Regions from separate parts of the Sus scrofa genome. Here region 2 is linked to region 1. A link is a contact called in public Hi-C data. All regions are on one chromosome and are shown on one strand. Each heading gives the region's core, a stretch centred on a gene start, on an enhancer-like site or on the middle of the called end of the contact. The rest is flanking DNA. Distances are from core to core; before and after follow the strand shown.

The links. A called contact is a pair of places that touch in the nucleus more often than the background predicts.
Region 2: a contact with region 1 is called in a Hi-C map of omental adipose tissue, with 2.9 times the contacts expected there. The contact joins two enhancer-like sites. A contact is called at or near these places in 27 of 47 Hi-C or Micro-C datasets (adipose tissue, alveolar macrophages, blood and 14 more) and 1 of 2 datasets of contacts at active chromatin or transcription factors (alveolar macrophages).

What each region holds. Positions count from the first base shown.
Region 1 is chr6:95,610,533-95,617,229 of Sscrofa11.1, forward strand. No RefSeq gene overlaps it. Among named protein-coding and RNA genes, the nearest start is that of BMP8B, 15 kb to the left of the region's middle. Within about 2 kb of position 4,164, at least 9 of the 83 cell types and tissues checked have an H3K27ac peak or open chromatin away from gene starts, as enhancers often do. A contact at or near this core is called in omental adipose tissue and retroperitoneal adipose tissue, where this site is marked.
Region 2 is chr6:95,757,751-95,764,447 of Sscrofa11.1, forward strand. No RefSeq gene overlaps it. Among named protein-coding and RNA genes, the nearest start is that of MFSD2A, 22 kb to the left of the region's middle. Within about 2 kb of position 2,716, at least 29 of the 83 cell types and tissues checked have an H3K27ac peak or open chromatin away from gene starts, as enhancers often do. A contact at or near this core is called in omental adipose tissue and retroperitoneal adipose tissue, where this site is marked.

The DNA of each region.
Region 1 (6,697 bases), core at 2,914-5,413:
AAAACTAAAATATTTACAAGCAGTAGCAGCTAGATAAATAGAAGAGAATGACAAACGGTGAATATTCTAAAAACACAGTCACAGAGTCATTCTGTTGTATGGCCAGCTGGTCCTAAGTTTTTTGTTGTTGTTGCTTTATAGGTCCATACCCACAGCACATATTTAAGTTCCCAGGCTAAGGGTTGAATTGGAGCTGTAGCTGCCGGCCACAGCCACAGCCACAGCAATGCCAGATCAGAGCCATGTTTGTGACCTACACCACAGCTCATGGCAATACCAGCTCCTTAACCCACTGAGTGATGCCAGGGATCAAACCTGCATCCCTGGGTTCGGTACTGCTGAGCCACAACGGAAACTCCCCTAAATTTTCTAATCAGAGTTCCCATGTGGCTCAGCAGGTTATAGACAGGCATTGTCACTGCAGCACTTGGGTTGCTGCTATGGCACAGGTTCGATACCTGGCCCAGGAACCTCCAAATACTGTGGGAGCAGAAAAAAATTTCTAATCATCCAGGAAGCCCATTGGGCAAGTCCTGACATCCTACAACCATAGCTTGAACTAAAGAATTATGACAGGGAGTTCCCGTCGTGGCGCAGTGGTTAACGAATCCGACTGGGAACCATGAGGTTGCGGGTTCGGTCCCTGCCCTTGCTCAGTGGGTTAACGATCCGGCGTTGCCGTGAGCTGTGGTGTAGGTTGCAGATGCGGCTCGGATCCCGCGTTGCTGTGGCTCTGGCGTAGGCCGGTGGCTACAGTTCCGATTAGACCCCTAGCCTGGGAACCTCCATATGCCGCGGGAGCGGCCCAAGAAATAGCAACAACAACAACAACAACAACAACAAAAAAGACAAAAAGACAAAAAAAAAAAAAAAAGAATTGTGACAGAATTACATTAAGTTTATTGATTGTTACAGTTGCAATTGTGCTATTTACCAGGAACTCTGAAAGTATTTCAATATTTTAACAACTAGTACAGCCTGCCATGCCCTTGCTACTCTTGCGTAATCATCAGCCCTGTGTAGATAAGTTTATTCGTTGTAGCATTTTTTTTTTTTGCCTTTCTTTTTTTTTTTTTTTAGGGCTGCACCTGCAGCATATAGAAGTTTCCAGACTAGGGGTCTAATTGGCACTATGGCTGCCAGCCTACGCCACGGCCACAGCAACATGGCATCTGAGCCTCATCTTCGACCTACACCACAGCTCATGGCAGCAGTGAATCCTTAACCCAGTGAGCGAGGCCAGGGGTCGAACTTGTAACATCATTATTCCTAGTCAGATTTGTTTCCACTGTGCCACGATGGGAACTCCCTCGTTGCAGTATTTTTTGTGAGAGCAAAAATCTGAAAACAACCCAAGCGTAATAAGGAAGGAATTGGCTAATAACCTATAGTATATCCCATTGTATACTAGAAAGCTCATAGAAGAAAGCTGTGAACTGATTAAACTAACAAAATACATTTTTAAGTGAAATAGGTAAGATGCAGAGCATCGTGTGCCCTCCTTTGGGTGAAAAGCGAATATGAATGAAAAAGAAGTCATTTTCCTATGTGGTTGCATTTATTCACCTGAAAAGGAAATATAAGAAACTAATAAAATGGATTACTTATAGTGTATGGGTGAGGTAAAAGAAAGAATGCACATGCAGGTAGCAGGGAGGACTTTTAACGTTTTAAATTTTTTTTCACCTGCAGCACATGGAAGTTCCCCGGGCCAGGGACGGAATCCCTGATGCAGCTGCCACCTGCACCACAGCTGCAGCAACAATGGATCCTTTAACACACTGCACTGGGCTGGGGTGGAATCCGTGCCTCCGGAGTGACCTGAGCCACTGCAGTTGGATTTGTTTTTTTAATTTTTAATTAGACTATAGTTGGTTTACCATGTTGTGCGAATTTCTGATGTACAGCGAAGTGACCCAGTTTTATATATATGTGTATATTCCCTTTCTCCCATTATCTTCCATCACGGTCTATCCCAAGACACTGGATATAGGTCTCTGTGCTGTACAGCAGGACCTCATTGCTTATCCAGTCTAACGTTTTTTGGGTTTTTTTTTTTTTTTTTTTTTTATGGTTGCACCTGTAACATATGGAGTTTCCCAGGCTAGGGGTCGAATCGGTGCTCTAACTGCTGGCCTATGCCACAGCCATAACAACGCCAAATCCGAGCTGCAGCTGTGACATGCACCACAGCTCACAGCAATGCCCACTTAACGCCACTTAACCCACTGATCGAGGCCAGGGATTGAACCTGCGTCCTCATGGATCCTAGTCAGATTCGTTTCCACTTAGCCATGAAAGAAACTCCTGTTTATCCATTCTAAACATCATTTTAAAAATTTTTTAAAGTTTTATTGAAGTATAGTTGATTTCCAATGTTATGATCATTTCTGCTGTGCTGCAAGGTGATTCAGTTACACATATACACACACATTCTACACATAATTGTTTTCATCTACTAACCGCAAACTCCCAGTCCATCCCACTACTTCCCCCCTCCCCCTTGGCAAGCACAAGTCTGTTCTCCACGTCTGTGAGTCTGTTTCTGTTTCCACAGCGGGAACTCCAGGGGAGCCTTTTAAAGTATATCATTCTATATATAGTTTCTTGGAAGTTGTAAATATATTGCTTAACCAAAATACTAAATAGAATAAAAATATGTTGAATTAGTGAAAGCTCCATCTAACCCTAAGGAGCGTCTTTTCCCCAATCACAGCCTCGGTTTCCCCAAGGGGCCTGGAGGACCACTGAGGGCCTCCCCATCACGGCTGCCCTCCTTTCCATACAGGTTCTAGGTCTCTGGTCCACTGCCCTGGCCCCAGACCTGACAGAGGGTCAGAAGGGGTCTGCCTCCTGCCAGGTGCCTCCCTCCTCTTAAATCAGGGTCAGGGTCATTAGTGCTTCAGCCCCAGTGCTGCTCCCTGGGGCCACCAAGCCAGAGGGACAGTTCTCCATTTGGTCCTACAGTGAGATGGTGAGCAGGGTCCCACGAAGGGGCCACCCAGGCTCTGTGCTCCACCTGGAAGCCCAGGCCGTGCTTACCTGCTCAGAGGGTCCCCCTGCTGGGTGGGCTGTGGCGGGGTCTGGGGGCTCTTGCCGCACTGCATGCCTCTGCCCCCGCCCCACCCAGGCATGACTCCCCGATTGCACAGATGTTGGAACCCTCCTTCCCAGTTGTAGGCACCTGGCTTCTGTCTGGTGGCTACTGGGGGCCACGTACTTCTGTATATTCCCTCTTTGCATCCTCATCACCATAGTTCCATTTGGCAGATGAGAAAACAGAGACCTAAGGAGGGTTTGGGGCTACAGCAGAGGTGGGGAAGGGCGAAGGAAGCAAGGACAGTTTAAGGAACCTTTCAATGAACTCATCTGGGAGGCAGGACCCCAGGGCCTAAATGGAGGGATGGTGGGTGCTGAGTGTGGTCAGAATACAGGGAGCAGAAAGGTGCAGGCTGACTGAGGCTGCAGAGGTGGGCAGGGTTCCCCCCACCCACCCCCAAGCCTGGCTCAGGGGTTTGGACAGCTCTCTGGCATGAGGCATTTTCAGGTCTGGCCTTGGGGCGTGGGCAGACTGTGTCACAGGGGAGGTGCAGGAGGCTGTGGGATGGGGGCGGGGTGAGGCTTTTGGAGAAATCCATATGACAAGGCCTGGTCTAGGAGGTGGAGGGGATGCAAGAGGAGGGGGAGTCAGCAGGGCTTGTGACTGGTAGATCAGGGAGATGGAGGAGAAGGGGTTATGATAATGATTGGCAGGTATTGGGCACATCTGTGTGTAGCTCAATAGCATGTGTTTTATACTCACTGTTACACTTAATCTTCACAACATCCTGATGCAGTTGTACTATTATTGTCTCCACTTAACAGATGGAGACTGGGGCCCCAAAGGATAGGATCCTTGGCAGAAGTCTCATAGCTAGTCCCTGGGAGTTAATCTTTTCTGGCTGTCGGTTTCCCCTGGGTGCTAAGCTGCTGGTGTCCACCAGGGGGCAGAGAGAAGCCAGACAGTCACACCCACGCCCCATGCCTTCCTGAACTTCCTCTTAGTCTTTCTTTGTGAAGAGATTCCTGTTTCTCACTTTACAACAGGACAAACTGAGGTCAGGGAGGGATAGTGACCCACACAGGTGGCAGAGCTGATCATAAGCAGAAGTGGGGCCAGAGCCCAGGACTCCAGCCTCCCAGGAGCTTTGACCTTGACCCTGGACTCAGGTGACCCTCAGCACCTGCAAGGAGTCATGGTGGGCATGGATTCTAGATCATGGTCCAGGCTCCTTCCCCAGCTGTGAGCTCCACAGGCACCTGCAGTCCCACACAACCCCCGCTGCCCTGCACACAAGGGATCCAGCTGCCTTTCCTGAGCAAGGCTCATCATCACCGAGGCATCACCAAGCTCTTTTTTCAGGGCCACATCCGTGGCAGATGGAGATTCCCAGGCTAGGGGTCAAATTGGAGCTACAGCTGCCAGCCTGCACCAGAGCCATAGCAACACAGGATCTGAGCCACAACTGACCTACACCACAGCTCACGGCAACATCGGATCCTTAACCCACTGAGCGAGGCCAGGGATCGAACCCACACCCTCATGGATCCTAGTCAGGTTCATTAACTGCTGAGCCCTGAAGGGAACTGATCAATCTCTTTTTAAGATGGGGAGAGCACCTCCCTCATATCACCTTGTGAGGATTCCTGGGAAGTGCTGAACACAGAGAAAGTTCTGGAGAAGTGGCGGCCTTATTATTATTGCTGTTGCTATATTTATTATTAGTAGGAAGTTGTCTGGCAACCAAGGGAGGCAGGCGTCATTTTTGCCTATTGTGTAGAAGGGGAGGGGAGGCTCAAAGTCCCGAGGGAGTGAGGGCCGGGGCGAGGGTCCTGGGACCTCAGGCCCTGGCAGCCCCACCTGCTTCAGGAAGGCCTCTTCCTCTGTATGATTCTTTCGCTCATCCATTTGTGCAGATCACACTCTGAGCTGGCCCTGTTGTGGGTACAGGGAGCCATGCCCTGGGCCTATGGTGAATGACAGGGACTAGAATGAGGAGAAACCCTGAGCCCACAGCTCCCTGGTCTGCACCCTGGGCAGGGAGCTCAGGGGCCTGGAAGCCAGGCCTGAGGGTGCCACCTCGGTGCCACCTCTGCCTGCTCTTCCACCCAGACTCACAGACTGGAGGTCAGCGCATCTCCTGCCCCCAGAATAGCCTCAAGGCTACCGACAGAGCTGGGAGCTCCTTCATCCAGGAGCTGCTCCAGGGCCAGAGGGTGCTGCCTGGGAAGAAGGCTCCTACTAAGGGCGTTGGGAACTTTTTCTAGGGGACCCCTCCTGAGTTCTTGCCCTGCTGTCTAAAGTTGGCTGGACCAGCAAAGAGGGACCACCTCTGGAATGATCTCCTTTTGCCCAGCCAGGGGCATATTCAGGTCAGGGGAAGACGGTTTGGTCTGGGGTCATGGTTCAGGAATGAGCCTCAGAGGCGTTGTCCCTGAATAAGACAGTGCAGGCTGGGTCTGCACAGGCTCACACAAATGAGATGCAAGTAGGGGTTGAAGTCCAGCTCCTTGCCCTGCTCCACTCAGCACTGCTGGGGGCCCAGGAGGGAGCTGTGTCCACCTGGAGGAAGCAGCTTCTTTTTCTGAATCATCATAAGCACCACATGGGCTGGCAGTGGCCCTGATGGCAGCAGTCACTAGAGCACATGCTTGGGGCAAGTCTTGATGCTGGCCTGGGGCTCTGGGCCAGGCCCCATCTGAATAGAAAGAGCAGCAGTGAGGTGGTCCCTTGCCCAAATCTATGCTCCCAAAGTCCTGCTCACAGCAGGAGGGAAGGAAGGAGGAAGGAATGGGTTATAGGCTGGCTGACCCCTCAAGGGCCGGACCTCCCTCCCTCTAAGGAACTTCTAGTGCTTTGCTCAAGATACACCCAACAAGGGAGTTTCCGTCGTGGTGCAGCAGAAACGAATTCGACTAGGAACCAAGAGGTTGCAGGTGTGATCCCTGGCCTTGCTCAGTGGGTTAAGGATCCGGCGATGCCATGAGCTGTGGTGTAGGTAGCAGACGCAGCTCGGATCCTGTGTTGTGGCTGTGGTGTATGCTGGCAGCTGTAGCTCCGATTCGACCCCTAGCCTGGGAACCTCTATGTGCTGCGGGTGCAGCCCTAAAAAAAAAGCAAAAAGAAAAGATACATCTGACAAAAACCACACCACTGCCCTTGGGGTCCAGAGTCTTTCCCACTATTCACTCACTTGGGCTCCTAAGTCCAGATTTACTCCCCCACATGGCTGTTGGTGACCAGGCCCGATTTCCTCTGTGGGGACCCTGGTTCTTCACCTCAGACTCACATCCCTCTGCCTGCACCTCTGAGCAGCCATTGCTGTGAGAGGGGACCCCCTGGTTGAAGGGATGCCAGGCCCTGGAGCGGTGAAGCCACCTGCCCTGGACACCTTGGGGAAGGTGGCTGGAACAGGAAGCCAGCCCCGCAGAGCCCCTGGGTGGAAACAGGGTGAGAAGAAGGCCTCCCTCTGCAAGGCCCACCCCAGGCAGCCAGGAAGGTGCTCCAGGCTGGCCATCGAGGTCCCTCTGTGGCCTCCTGAGGACCTGTAAGGACCAGACCTGGCCTGGCTGGGAGGTCAGATTCCTCAGCCGAGGCGCTGCAGGCACAGGAGCGGCGGCCCGTGGTGGCGGGAGGACTCCTTTGTTCCAGGTATTT
Region 2 (6,697 bases), core at 1,466-3,965, 150 kb after region 1:
GGAGCCTCCATAAGTCTTGCTTTCAGCCCTTAAAAAAAAAAAAAAAGATAGGAAAGAGCCTAACGTATTTGAAGTACCAGAAGGAAACAGGGCAGCCAGAGTAGTGAAGGAGAAGGCAGGTGGTGTGAGATGGGTTTGGAGAGGTATACAGGCCTTGCAACCCACAGTGAGAGTTTCAATTTTATTTTGTTGATTTTATTTTGAAAGCAGCCAAGAGCCATTGAAGAGGTTTAAACAGAAAAGTGATTTACATGTTTAAAAAGGCATAGGCCGAGGCAGATAGCCCAGGGTTTCCTGAGCCGTGTGAAGCATTTTGGTCTTTATCCTAAGAGCAGACACAAACCACTGACAAGTTTAAGCAGAGGAGCCACATGATAGATCAAGAGTTGAGAAAGACTGTATCATCTGCTTTGTGGAGAAAGATGGAAGGAAGTGGAAGTGAAAGCAGGATGATTAATGAAGAGGTTGCTCTTGCAATGTTCCTGAGTAATGAAAAGTACCAGAGGTGCTGGCAGTGGAAATGGATAGAAGAAGACAGATTTGGCAGCTGACGGGCCTGGATAATTGACAGAGAAAGGGTGAGAGAGGGAGAGGGAGGGAGAAATGAAGGTGATGCCTCGATTTCTAATTTAGGAAACAGAGTAGTGCTTCAATTGATAATAGAGGGAGCACTGGAGGAGGAGCAAGCTTGGGGAACAGTTCACTTGTCACCTGTTTATCTCATTTTCACATAAAAGAAGAAGAAATCACACTTAGAAATTCCACTAGATCAGGAAAAAAGATACACACTATCACCACTATTACTGTATAACCTGTCATTGGTGATATGAGCCAATGCAATAAGATAAAAAAAGAAATAAAAATTGGAAAGGAGTAAGTAAAATTATCTTTCTTTGTCAAGCATATGTTTGTATTCCAAGAGAACCCAAGTGAATCAACTGAAAAACTGCCATTGACCAAAAAAGTCAGTAAGGTGTTGGGGGAAATAACAATTTAAAAAAAATTTAAAAATAAAGTAAGGAAAGGCAGTATAAAATTATTATGCAGGAGTTCCCCTTGTGGCTCAGTGGTAACAAACCCAGCTAGGATCCATGAGGATGTGGATTTGATCCCTTAACTCAGTGGGTTAAAGATCCGGTGTTGCCGTGAGCTGTGGTGTAGGTCACAGACGCGACTTGGATCTGGCTTTGCTGTGGCTGTGTTGTAGGCTAGCAGCTGCAGCTCCAATTGGATCCCTAGCCTGGGAACCTCCCTATGCTGTGGGTGTGGCCCTAAAATAAAAATAAAATAAAAATAAAATTAACATACAAAAATCAATACCCTTTAACTATACCAACTGAAGACAGTTAAACTGCATAGTTTGACATAATAACCACCGCCAGATGTGGCTATTTGAATTGAAGGGTAAAATAATTAAAATTAAATAAAACAAAATTCAGGAGTTTCCATTGTAGCTCAGCGGTGACGAACGTGACTAGTATCCATGAAGACACAGGTTTGATCCCCGGCCCTGCTCAGTGGGTTAGGGATCCAGTGTTGCTGTGGCTGTGGTATAGGACGGCAGCTGCAGCTCCGACTGGACCCCTGGCTTGGGAACTTCCATATGCCGTGGGTTCAGCCCTAAAAGGACACACACACAAAAAATTCAGTATCTCAATCCTACTGGTCACATTTTAGGTTCTCAATAGCCATGCAGGCTTAGTGGCTACCATAGTCATGTAATTATAGTACATATTCATCCCTGCAGAAAGTTCTATTGTCCAGGGCTGTGTTAGAAGATAGGGTGAAAGAGAAAGTCACACTTATGAGAGCAACAAAATACCTAGGAATAGGAAAGAAATCACTCTTTGACAAACTGTATGATTTATTTGATCACAGGAAGTTCCCCCCTCCCCCCGCTTCCCCCACCCCCGTGTAGATCTTTCTTTATCTCAGGTCATAGTCAAAGTCTCATCCCCTTGGGGATCATCCCTGACTCTTCCAGGCTGAGTCAGAGGTTCCTCCAGGATCCCCTAGGACAACACAGTTGATCCTCATTAATTGCAAATTCTGCGCTGGCCAATTTTCCTACTTGCCAATATTTATTTGTAACCGCAAGAAGGGAGGCTGAGCACGGGGAAGAAAGAGGCAGCAATGACAGGTGGTAGAGAGCCAGGGAGGCCTTGGGACTGGGTGTTTGGACAAGATCCAGAGCCTCCCGCTTTGTCTCCAGAGCAGCTGTGCAGGGCAGGGTGGGGCTCTCATCTCCAGGGCAATCAAGGAAGTGCCGGATTGCTACGGCCTAAAGCAGTTTTCCGTTTTCTGGGGTGACGCCCAAACCCTAAAGTAGCCCAGGCTTGAGTGAGTTCTGATTGCTCATCCATCCAGGAAATCACCTTCTGTCTGGAAGAGATCCTGTTGAAAATGACTTGGGGTAGGTGGACTGGGTCCCTATCCCAAGGTGAGCCACAGCGTCCTGGAGAGCTTGGAGGGAGTCTGGGATATCTTGGGGTGACCTCAGTCAGAGAAGCAAGGAGGGAACAGGGCTGTCTGCCCTTAATATGGTTCATCAGAGATGAAGAATGAGGCCTGGAGTTTCTCTGTCTCCCACTGCAGTCACAGCAGACCCGCATCCAGTACCTTCTGCTTAGAACTCCATGCAGCCTCAGAGGACGCCTGTACAGGGGAAGGCAGGGGAATCACCCAGGCAGAGTAGCCCCCAGGCTCAGAGAGGACAACAGAGTCACACAAGGTCACACAGCCAGCCAGAGACAGAAGCAGGACGGAATCTAGTTCTCACTCCCACGCTCAGAGTTATTTTTGTTTCTCACCAAATTGTCAGTTTCTGAAGAATGCGGAGGCTCTCATCCTGTGTGGTTCCCTCCCCCTTCACTCCCATCAAAGGCCAGACTCCAGAGCTGGTTCCCCAGCTCAGGTTTGTCCTGTCTGTTAACTCCCAGGGCACTGCATTTCCACTCCCTGCTATTTCTTTTTTTTTTTTTTTTTTTTGTCTTTTGTCTTGTTAGGGCCCCGAACGCAGCATATGGAGTTTCCCAGGCTAAGGGTCCCATTGGAGCTGTAGCTGCCAGCCTACACCACAGCCACAGCAACACCAGATCCAAGCCATGTCTTCGACCTACACCACAGCTCACGGCAACGCCAGATCCTTAACCCATTGAGGGTGGCCAGGGATCAAACCCGCAACCTTGTGGTTCCAAGTCGGATTCGTTTCCACTGCGCCACGATGGGAACTCCCATGGTCTCATTTTTATCGTTACTTTCTTGCCCCCTTTCCCCTCTATAGGTCTTGCCTGAATGCACTCCTGCTCAAATCCAAATCTCAGGCTCAACATGGTTGAGAAGAAGACACAACCATACTGGCTAGTTTCACTATATTTGAGCCATTTCCCTAGCCTGTTTGTTCTCCTACTCTTAGCTGACTATTTCACACCCTCTGCCTTCTCAAACCTCCAAAGCCTCCTCTCTGTCCTCACTCTCAATTGGTAATCTTGTGGCTTATTTCATTAGAAAAGCAATCAAGAGTTTCTATTGTGGCTCAGCGGTAACGAACCTGACTGGTGTCCACGCGATGCAGGCTCAATCCCTGGCCCCACTCAGTGGGTTAAAAATCCACCTAAAAAGAAAAAAAAAAAAAAGTTACAATTTGGAGTTCCCGTTGTGGCGCAGCAGAAACGAATCCGACTAGGAGCCATGAGGTTGGGGGTTCGATCCCTGGCCTTGCTCAGTGGGTCAAGGATCCGGCATTGCTGTGAGCTGTGGTGTAGGCCGCAGACTTGGCTCGGATCTGGAGTTGCTGTGGCTCTAGTGTAGGCCAGCGGCTACAGCTCCAATTAGACCTCCAGCCTGGGAACCTCCATGTGCCGCGAGCGTGGCCCTAAAAAGAAAAAAAAAAAAAAAAAAATCCAGCATTGCCTTGAGCTGCTGTGTATGTAGCAGACCCGGCTTGGATCCTGTGTTGCTGTGGCTGTGGCGGAGCTACAGCTCCGATTCGACCCCTAGCCTGCGAACTTCCATATGCAGCAGGTGCAGTCCTTAAAAAAAAATCAGAAGAGAACCTCTACATTCTCTCACCACCGAATCAACCTCAGCACCAGCATCCCCACTTCCCCCTACCCCATCCCCTGCTTTTTTTTTTTTTTTGGCTGCACACTGTGGGATGCAAAAGTTCCCAGGCCAGGAGAGGTCCCATCGTGGCGAAGTGGTTAATGAATCCAACTAGGAACCATGAGGTTGAGGGTTCGATCCCTGGCCTTGCCCAGTGGGTTAAGGATCCGGCGTTGCTGTGAGCTATGGTGTAAGTCGCAGATTAGGCTCAGATCTGGCATTGCTGTGGCTGTGGTGTAGGCTGGCAGCTACAGCTCCGATTCAACCCCTAGTCTGGGAACCTCCATATGCCGCAGGAGCGGCCCTAGAAAAGACAAAAAGACAAAAAAAAAAAAAAAGAGAAAGAGAGAGAGAAGGGGAAATGGAAGATGTGTGAGAGAGATATCAAACAATTGTAGAAGGAGTGTGCTTGAGTAGGGGAGCAGGGGCAAACAACAACAACAATAACAAACAAACAAAAAAAACAACTGGAGCTCTCTGATGGCTCAGTGGATTCAGGATCCAGCATTGTCACTGCTGTGGCTCCAGTCCCTGCTGTAGTACAGGTTAAATCCCTGGCCTGGGAACTTTTTTTTTTTTTTTTTTTTTTTGTCTTTTTGCTTTTTCTAGGGCTGCTCCCGGGGCATATGGAGGTTCCCAGGTTAGGGGTCCAATCGGAGCTGTAGCCACCGGCCTACGCCAGAGCCACAGCAACGAGGGATCCGAGCTGCGTCTGCAACCCACACCACAGCTCACAGCAATCCCAGATCCTTAACCTACTGGGCAAAGCCAGGGACCGAACCTGCAACCTCATGGTTCCTAGTCGGATTCATTAACCACTGAGCCACAACGGGAACTCCCATTTCCCATTCTCTAATGACTTATTCTTCACAGTTTATAAACACATTATTTTCCTCCTATCTTAAAAATTAAATCAAACTATCAGAGAACCATTGACAGAAACTTCCCACCTTGGCCAGGCATGAGTTTTCTCACAACAGGAGACCCTGATAAGGAGCATCATGCTGCCCAGAAGATGAGCTGGGAGGATTTGGGAGGAGCCAATAGGAGGGAGGAGACAACCAACTTCCCGGGATCCTTGGTTCCCTCACCCAGCTTCTCCCCAGCTGGGCACTCCTTCCCAACAAAGTCTTTTTTTCTTTGTCTTTTTAGGGCTGCACCCGCAGCATATGGAAGTTCCCAGGCTAGGAGTCAAATCGGAACTGTAGCTGCCAGCCTACACCACAGTCACAGCAATGCTAGATCCTTAACTCACTGAGCAAGGCCAGAGATTGAACTTGCATCCTTGTGGATTCTAGTGGAGTTCGATACCACCGAGCCACAACGGGAACTCCCCAACAAAGTCTTCTGCTTTGTTAGCATGTGTGTCTCCTCTGACAATTCATTCCCGAGTGTTAGGCAAGAACCCATTCTCAAGCCCTGGGAGGGGTCCCCCTTTCGGCAGCAAAGGGAGATCTCCTCTCACAGCACACTTTTCCTAGGTACCATCTCATTTCTTTACAGCAAAACATCTCAAAAGATTGGCTTTATCCTCTCTCTCTCCTTTGTGTGCCCTCATTCTCTCTTGAACCCCCTCCAATCCACATGCTTTACCCACAGGCAGTGCTGTAATGGGGAGCGGAGAAAGGGGCAATTCTACAAAGAGGGATGACTGGACTCTAAGGCAGTCAGGCTTTGCCACAACCATTACACAAAACTGGCTCTTGTCAAGGTCACCCATGGCCTTCATGTGGCTAAATCCTGTGGTCAGTTCTCAGTTTCTCCCTTATTTGCCCCATCTGCACCCAAATGATCACTTCCTCCTTGAAACTCCACCTGACCTCACAGGGACACCCTCTGTCCTTGTTCTTTTCTTCCCTCCCTGGCTTTCCTCCCATTTTCCCTACCTCTACCTGAAGTGCCCATTCTCAGACGCATCTCTTGTCTACACTGCCTGCCTTGGTTAGTGGTTCTCAACCCTGTCACCCCATTGATCCCTTTTAATTTAATTTCTTTTCTAAATGCTTTATCATAAAGAATGTCAAACATATAAACAAAAGGGTGGAGAATGGTGCAATATATCTATTACCTGGATTCAGTGTAACAATATTTCTTCCCGTTTACTTTATCTATACCTTTTTTTTTTGCACCACGTCATTTCATTCCTACATCCTTTAGTATGCATTCCTTTTTTTTTCTTTGTTCTTGTCATTCAAGTAAGCTCAGTATGCATTTCTTTTTTCTTTTTTCTTTTTTCTCTTTTATGGCTCCAGGTGTGCACATGGAAGTTCCAGGCTAGGGGTCAAATTGGAGCTGCAGCTGCCAGCCTATACCACAGCCACAGCAATGCCAGATCCGAGCCACATCCACAACTTATGCTGCAGATCTTTAACTCACTCAGCGAGGCCAGGGATCAAACTTGCCTCCTCATGGATGCTAACTGGGCTCTTAATCTGAGCCACAACGGAACTCCCAAGATCAGTATGCATTTCTTTTCTTTTTCTTTCTTTCTTTCCTTCTTCTTCTTTTTTTTTTTTTTTTTTTTTAATTAGAACTGAACCTGTGACATATGGAAGTTCCCAGGCTAGGGGTTGAATCAGAGCGACAGCTGCCA